2 separate regions of the Mus musculus genome follow, and region 1 is linked to region 2. A link is a contact called in public Hi-C data. All regions are on one chromosome and are shown on one strand. The core of a region is the stretch at or near the end of the contact, and the rest is flanking DNA. Distances in the headings are between cores, read along the strand shown. Region 1 overlaps Gm7854 (predicted gene 7854). Region 2 has its middle 13 kb from the start of Gm43700.

Evidence for each region. A called contact is a pair of places that touch in the nucleus more often than the background predicts.
Region 1: a Hi-C map of liver shows a contact between it and region 2, with 4 times the contacts expected there. The contact joins two enhancer-like sites. A contact is called at or near these places in 1 of 39 promoter capture datasets (liver), 15 of 484 Hi-C or Micro-C datasets (the 3T3-L1 cell line, the HL-1 cell line, cerebellar granule neurons and 7 more) and 1 of 115 datasets of contacts at active chromatin or transcription factors (hepatocytes).

What each region holds. Positions count from the first base shown.
Region 1 is chr5:43,217,214-43,221,029 of GRCm38.p6, forward strand. All of the region lies in intron 1 of Gm7854 (predicted gene 7854), which reads right to left. Among named protein-coding and RNA genes, the nearest start is that of Gm46911, 8.3 kb to the left of the region's middle. Within about 2 kb of position 1,733, at least 51 of the 459 cell types and tissues checked have an H3K27ac peak or open chromatin away from gene starts, as enhancers often do. A contact at or near this core is called in hepatocytes and liver, where this site is marked.
Region 2 is chr5:43,049,317-43,053,244 of GRCm38.p6, forward strand. No RefSeq gene overlaps it. Among named protein-coding and RNA genes, the nearest start is that of Gm43700, 13 kb to the left of the region's middle. Within about 2 kb of position 1,870, at least 31 of the 459 cell types and tissues checked have an H3K27ac peak or open chromatin away from gene starts, as enhancers often do. A contact at or near this core is called in hepatocytes and liver, where this site is marked.

The DNA of each region.
Region 1 (3,816 bases), core at 483-2,982, 170 kb after region 2:
TATTGTAAATTATATACGTATAATGTGATGCCAATTAAACAAGTAGTCAACAAACTTTCAACAATGTATCTATCTCTTGTAGCCTAAGATTGCATGCTGATTTTTCCAGGATGCGGTATAAGAGAGTATGAGTTACATCAGGAAAGGTATATAGTATTTGTGAAAACCTCAGTCTCAGGTGCTGTATAACAGGTTGAAGGAAATTTTAAAATTATGATGAGCACAAAGAAATGAGATGCTATGTTGAATTGTTTTTCCTGGAGGTGGATCTTCAGGGATGAATCCCTCTCTTTTCTGGCACACCTTCCTCATCTCCAGCCTGCTTGAATGACCTTCCTCATACCTGAGTTCCATTCAAGCTGTTCTCCTTTCTGTCCCACCACACCCTCCTGTTTGCTCCCCCTCCCCCACCCCCGGAGGCTGGAATTAAGTCAGTCTTTTGTTTGTACCTACCTACTTATCTATCCCCTGACCTCTGCCCAGGGACCTCTGTTTTGTTTATTTACTTTTCTTTTCACCGTGCTGGGGTCAAAGTCACAGCTTGCACTTGCTAGTAGGCAAGAGCTCGGTTACCGAACTATATATTTCAGGAACTTTATTGTAAATATTTATTTCATCATCAGAGTCCTTTATGGAGTTGACTAATTTAACTTCATTGACTTGGGGGATCTGCTTGTCTCTGTGTCCTGGGGTTAAAGGCGTGGATCACCTTGCCTGAGCCAAAGCTTTTCAGGGCCACTGTACCTCAAGATCTGGATCAAAAGCACGGATCATCCCAGTAAAAGCACATGTCTTCCAGGCTCAAGATCTGGGTCGCGGGTGTGCCCTTCATTTCTGGATTGTAGTTCATTCCATATATAGTCAAGTTGACAACTGGGAATAGCCATCACACAACGCCTTACCAGTTTGGGGTTCTAGCACTAGGGAGTGAGGGTTGGAGCTCTGAGGACCCTTTGTGAGCTCTAAGTCCACTCCCCCATCCCCAATTGCCTCTGTGAAGTGAGGACTGCCACAGAATTAGTCACAGTGACTTGCAAAGTGGGCTAAGTGCCTTGAAGACAGAACAAAGGAAGTCAACCTTTTACATTACTACAAATTGTTAGCTCAGCTGGCAAAATTTGCTGACTTTCCTTTAATTTTCTTTACTCCTTCCTCTTTTACTCCAGCATTAGTAAAGTGCCTTAGTTCCAACAGCCCTATCTTACTTAGACGGGAAAGGACAAGGTATACTGGCCACACGGGGTATATAATTTCTCCTTCTACATGAACAAACAAAGCTAAACTTACAGAACAGGACCTTCCTCTTCCTTGAATCCTCTGCAGTATCAGCGGCTTCATGCTCTCTATCAGCAATGGAGAAACTTGGCAGACACGCCAACCTTGCATAATGTCTGAGAAATCTTCAAAACAGTCCTTCCTAAGATGCATACGTTTCAACCAATGCTAGATCTACTTACAGGATTTTTTTTTCTACACAAGAATTAGGTGAACACAAAGTGGGGGAGGGCTTATTATCAATCTCATTTTTGGTCCCTTTTAAAATCTTTCGTGAGGCTCTCCTATCAACGAAAAGCCTGTGAGTGGTTGTGGGTTAGATTAAATTTCTACAGAAGTGCAGAACCTGTCTTTCTCATTTCCATTTCCCTATTAAGATGCCACAGCTTATCCACTCCAGTAAATGAACTACAGAGGGTTTCAGGCTGAGGCCTGCGAGCTGCAGACTGACCCCTGGCATTGTGCCTAGAGAGGCATTCCAGGCTATGTCCCCAGCAAGAATGAATGAATAACCAGTTAATACACTATCTTCTGTTTACAGGTACAATTAAAAAGAAAAAAACAAAACCCAATCATTTTTTTTCCATGTAGGTTGGGCCTGAATTTTGAGTGTTCTTGATTATTAATAAAAGAGACCATGTTAGAATTCACAAGTGAGTTTGACAGGGCACTTAGAGTCTTACCAGCATAAAGCTAAGAACTGAGGAAATGTGTTTGCTGGGCCAAAGCTTTTCCATAGCTCTGCTCAGGAGCTTCTCCCCCAGCCCATGGCCCAAAGAAGATACAACAGAAGTGACAAGACTGAATTGTCACAGGGTCACTGAGCTGTAACTCCAAAGATGGTGGATTGGCCACATATAAACTGTGTGTCTTTTTTTTGTTGTTGTTGTTGTTTTTTTTGTTTTTTTTTTGTTTTTTTTTTTTTCGAGACAGGGTTTCTCTGTGTAGCCCTGGCTGTCCTGGAACTCACTCTGTAGACCAGGCTGAAACCATGTGTCTTTATGTGAGTTCACTTAATTCCAGCTGTCATTAACCAAACATGGTTATCAATGTTGCCTCTTGTTCCAGCTAATGAAGTCACTTGGAAGGCATCAATGTCTTTAAAAAAGTAATTCTAAGCTGCAGAGTACCAAGTGGAAGTCACTCTGACTCATCCATCGAATTAAACTTATTACATAGTTGCCTGGTAGTCTTTGGTATCCCATGACATACACTTATATTTAGGTTCAGTTGTGACCTTGAGCAGGTTCAGGATCCAGATAACAACAGCACCCACACTTTGAGCCATGATGAAGGACAGAGTGGAGATATACCTGTGTGGCACTGAGCATGAAGTCTAGAACCTCAGCAACCCTCCTTGAAATCTGGTGTGTGATCCAACAAGGACCACTGAGGATACTATATGAGAACCTTCTCTCTCTAACCTCTACGGCTTTCAACTAATCCCTCAGAAGTAGTCCTTTGCCTGTGTGGAACGTTCTGCTCTACTTCCCAGCCTGTGTGCATGCATTCAGAGTACCCCAGCCTCAGAAAACCTCCAGCAGCCTAACTTGCCTGCTCAACTATGTCTTTTTGATCTGACAGAACTTTCCCCAAAAGCCTCAGGCCCCTTTCTACCCTCATCCACATCTCTTAGATATCTATACAGAAAAGCTTAAGGTTTCTTTCCAAAGTCCACCTACACCTTGCCTTTCTCCCTAGTCTCACTCCAGTTGATACAGTTACTAACCCGGTCCTTATCTGTCACTATCTACCTACTCACTTTTCCTTGTCCTTCCCCAATGGGCTCAATGGCTGCTGGCTCTGAGTCATTTTCATTGGTTAATGAATCTCTCCAGAATCACTGTCTCTTACCTGTATTAACATTTTCTTAGGTAAAGCCATATGAATAAGTTTTTTTGGTTAGGTCAAAATGAACAAATAGCTGGCACACACCTTTAATCCCAGCACTCTGGAGGCAGAGGCTGAGTTTGACGACAGCCTGCTCTATCTACATAGTGAGTTTCAGGACAGTCAGTGCTAAGTAGAGAGACAGTCTCAAAAAAAATCAAAACAAAGCAAACCAAAATCAAAATAAATAGTAGTAATTTCAAATAATTTATCCTCAGTAAAATATATTCCTTCTACTTCACTAAAGATATTTTTGAAGTGTATTTCTTAAACACTGTGTGTGTGTTAGGAATTTTATCTATGGGATAAACACCATAATTAAAGTAACTTGGGGAGGATCACATACCCAGAAGTGACATCACCCAGAGTAGGGTAGGCCCTCCCTGCATCAATCATTGATCAAGAAAATGCACCACAGGCCAATAAGTTGAGGTACTTTCTTAATTAAAATCTCCTCCTCTCAGGAAACCCTAGCTTGTGACAAGTTGACAAAAACAACAGCTAACTAGTTAAGACATACACCCTTCCTTAACTTTTGTACAATCGGTGCCTAGCAGAGTACCAGGCAAGAAGACAGTGAAGAAATGCTTGTAGAACTTAAATATTGCTATGAATGAACCTTAACACCATGTGGAGCTCCCTTAGGTACTC
Region 2 (3,928 bases), core at 620-3,119:
AGCATTCATCCATGAGGCACCCTGACCCAACTAAGCCTGACTATAGATGGAACTCTCTTGCATGACCCTCTCATGTCCCAGCCAACCTAGGACTTCATGGCCTAGAAAAGTTGTGCAATTTGGTGTTGGCCTTCAGTGGGCCAGGGATGGGCACCAGATGAACACTGCGTGCCTGCTCTCTGGACAGACACTCACCCAAGTTCTCTACCCAATGTTCTATAGCCTGTGGCTTGATCTGTTGACATCATTTGCCAAGTAAGTGCATGGCCACAAGTCTAACTGGTAAGTCAAGCCACCATGATCAAAGCTTACATAACCCTGGCGAGGATCCCTGCTCTGTGTCCTATTTCCTCATCTGTTGTGTGGTGTTAATAATGGTATCTGCTTTGTGAGTTGTTTGTAGGGGTCAAATGAAACAGTTTGAGAAGCAGTTAATGAATATTTACTACCGCTACTGTGGTAATGATGGTGATAGGGATAGGGGCTACAAAGTTGGAAGGATTCTTTTACTACTTTGCAATAAAACTTAATGAGTGGTAAAGTGAGCCCAGACTTTGCCATGTTTCTCTAATGTATCTACTTGTGACCTCTACTTTCTAAAGCTGGGGTAGTAAAGGCAAATCTCTACAAGACTGTGGTTTGTGGCAAGTCTTTTCTACCCTGTGGGGAGCCTGGGATAGTAGAGCAGAAAGAGTGAATCTGGTCTCCCCTCTTGATGTTAAGGTAAGGACACCCTGGGGAAGCAGTTCCCAGCATGAGGTCGTAGAGCTAAGGCTGGAAGAGTTAGGTCTACACTGCAGGAGTCTTGATAATTGGTTCTGTCTGTACTGTGTAATGAGGCTACAATAAAGGGACACACACACACACATGCAAAAAAAAAAAATCAGCCTTTTCTGAGGATTGGAGCTTTCAATTCATGATGCCACATCACTTTTAGAGAACTAGAGGGAGTGGTGACATTATCCTTACTTTACAAGTGTGAATATATCATTTCCTGATGCAAAGAATGAGTATTCCAGGCTAGAGAATGGAGGTTTCATTTATTTCATGTATTTTAAGATGTAGGGACACTGAAACCTGATCAAGCTTTGTTGTGTCGTAACCTATTGCAGGCACTGCATGGCAAGGTAATGTCAGAGTCTTATATTATAACAAAGCTATCCCTATAATAACACGAGTCCATGTCACTCAGAACATAACACTTGAGCCAGTCACTTCCAAGTGCCCTCTCTTCTTAAATAGCATTAAAAGATATTAGTGAGGTTTTAGTTCTCAATGTATGAAATTTTCAGAACAAGGGATACCCATGCAGGAATCTTCCAGTGGTGGGTGTGTGTGGGAAGGTTGTGGGGAGGGTGTCTATATCTGTTTGTCTGTGTGTGTGTGTGTGTGTGTGTGTGTGTGTGTGTGTGTGTGTGTGTGTGTGTGAGAGAGAGAGAGAGAGAGAGAGAGAGAGAGAGAGAGAGAGAAGGTGAGAGAGAATCTTTCGTTTATAGAGTGAGTCCTGTATTTCAACCATAGAGGTCTAAGATTAAAATCCAGCTCCCTTCCCCTGCCAAGAACTCCAGGGTTTTGTTTTTTGTTTTTTGTTTTTTTGTTGTTGTTGTTGTTTTTTTTTGTTTTTTGTTTTTTGTTTTTTGTTTTTCCCTTCACCCACATTCATCTCTGGTGTTCCTGGGTCTTTGGCTATGTTCCAGTACCCTGTGGTGTGACCAGATGACTCGCCTGGTCTTTCTGGGCCCTTCCCTGAGCTTTTGAAACTAGCTGAGAGGACTTCAATCCTGGCAGGCAACAGACTGCTAAGACCAGTTGGTGCAACACAGTAGATTAAGAGAAGAAAGCTTGATTTTTTTTTATCTTGCCCTCTGGCCAGGACATTGAGATCAGCAAAATAACTGCCAGGCAGGTCACCGCATCACTGCCATTCCAGCTAGCAACATCTAAGAGTCCAGTTCCCATTCTAAATCCAAAGGGTGGCAGCAAATCTGATAGGAAAGCAGGAGCCCAGCAGGTCACTTCGATTTCGGAGTTGGCACACACATGCGGCCAGCACTATCCTCTTTGCTTTTGGTTCCCTTTCTGTCCATCTTTTATCAAGCTGTGGTCTCTGAAATGAGCGGCTGCCCAGGGTCTCAAACACTGGCTTCTGCAAAAGACAGGAAAAGATGAGTCTCCTCGCTGTCAGTGGAGACCACAGTGCAGTTGGCATGATGAAATTCTTCAGAGCTACCCATCAACCCTGCTGCTGACAGCTACCTATGGGCCAGTCTTTGCATTTTTATTGCAAGGTACACCTCTTCTTCGGGCAGCAGGAGCACACCCCTTGGTCCTGGGTACCAGGATCTTTTTCTTTGGTGTCACGGCCATTACCACTGCAACTGAGGCACTTGGGTCTGGAAAATAGTGAAACCTCTATGATTTCATTCCATCAAATGCTTTGAGCATCTCTCCTGTGTCCTTTCTTTAGTACCCTGGGGCCTGGGGAGAAGAGATGTCTGTATGAGTATGTATCTGCAGAAGGAAAAGGAAGACAAGTGAGAGCTGGCAGAAAGATAGCCTCATTCATACTTGTCAACAGAGAAATACAAAGGGCAAGCCAAGTTATAACCTGCTACTAGGACCCAAGAGCCTAGTGATGGAGTGATGGAAGCAAATCTAGGCCAGTTTATAAATACTTTTATTGGTGCCAGGCATGATGCACACACTTCTAGTCCCCACATTTCAGGAGGCAAAGGCAAGAGTGGTCATATATTGTGGGCTATATACTGAAACCTTAAAACATCAAAAACAAAAGTTTGTTTGGAACACATCAAATACAATGATACCATTTGGGTTGTGCATTTTATCTAATAGAACTATGAAAGCATATGCCACCACAGCATACAGTGTTTACTCTCACTCTAGTGGCAGAGAAATGTTTTGAATGGCCCAGTTCCTACATTGGAGGTCCTTTTCGTTGCTTTACATATTTCCTCCCATTTATTCATCTCAGCATGAATAGTAACAACCCCATGAGTATTGATTCTGGTTTTCATTTAAAAATTTGTAGAAACAATGTCACTACTTTTCTGTCACATAGAAGTGTCTAGATGTGACCCAAAGACACTTCACTTGTTGTATTCCCAAAACGCTGGGAGTTGGGTCTAACCCTTGAGTGTAGGCTTCATTGAGTTGGAGGCTAAGGGAGAGACAGTAGTAGGAAGGCATGGCCCAGATGAAGGCAGAGGGCAGGAGTGAATGCATCCATGCTCTTGGCTGTCTAGAAATGTCAAACTTTGAGAGACAGAGGAACAAGTTTATTGATGGGAGCAAAAAACCAAAGCAATGACTATCCACTTGCAGATCACATAACAACAAAGACCTCTCTGCTAGTAAACCCTGAGGCTTTGCTGAGTCTAGGTGTTTCAGGGCTTGACAAGCAAGTCTCATGACCTGGGCCCAGTGTTTTCTGAGGGCTGATGGTCACAGTCTCCAGGAGCAGTGACTAAAACCAATAGTTCCTTCACACTGGAGTGAAGTCAAACCAGCCACAGAGCTGATGTTTGTTTTAACAACACATTCACATGTGACCATAGTTTCTGTTTAACCAGGTGCAGAGAAAGGACACAGCACTGGAAACCAGCCCACCTGACATCCTGTTTATCACTGGTTCCACGTGTGACCTTGGATAAGTCACTTAAATGTTTTAACTCCTATCTCTGGCTGTGTGGGGCTTTGGACAAATCAGTACAAACTTCTTAATTTACATAAGAAAAATCAGCACAGAAATCATTAAGAACCCCAAAGACCACAAATAACCTTAATTTTTAGTTAGAAATAATCCTGTATAGTTAAGAATCAGGAGAGCATTGTTTGAATGTGTGAAAACTTAAGTATCTGTAGGTGGAATCGATCTTAATGTTTACCAGGTTTTCACTTAATGCTAGAG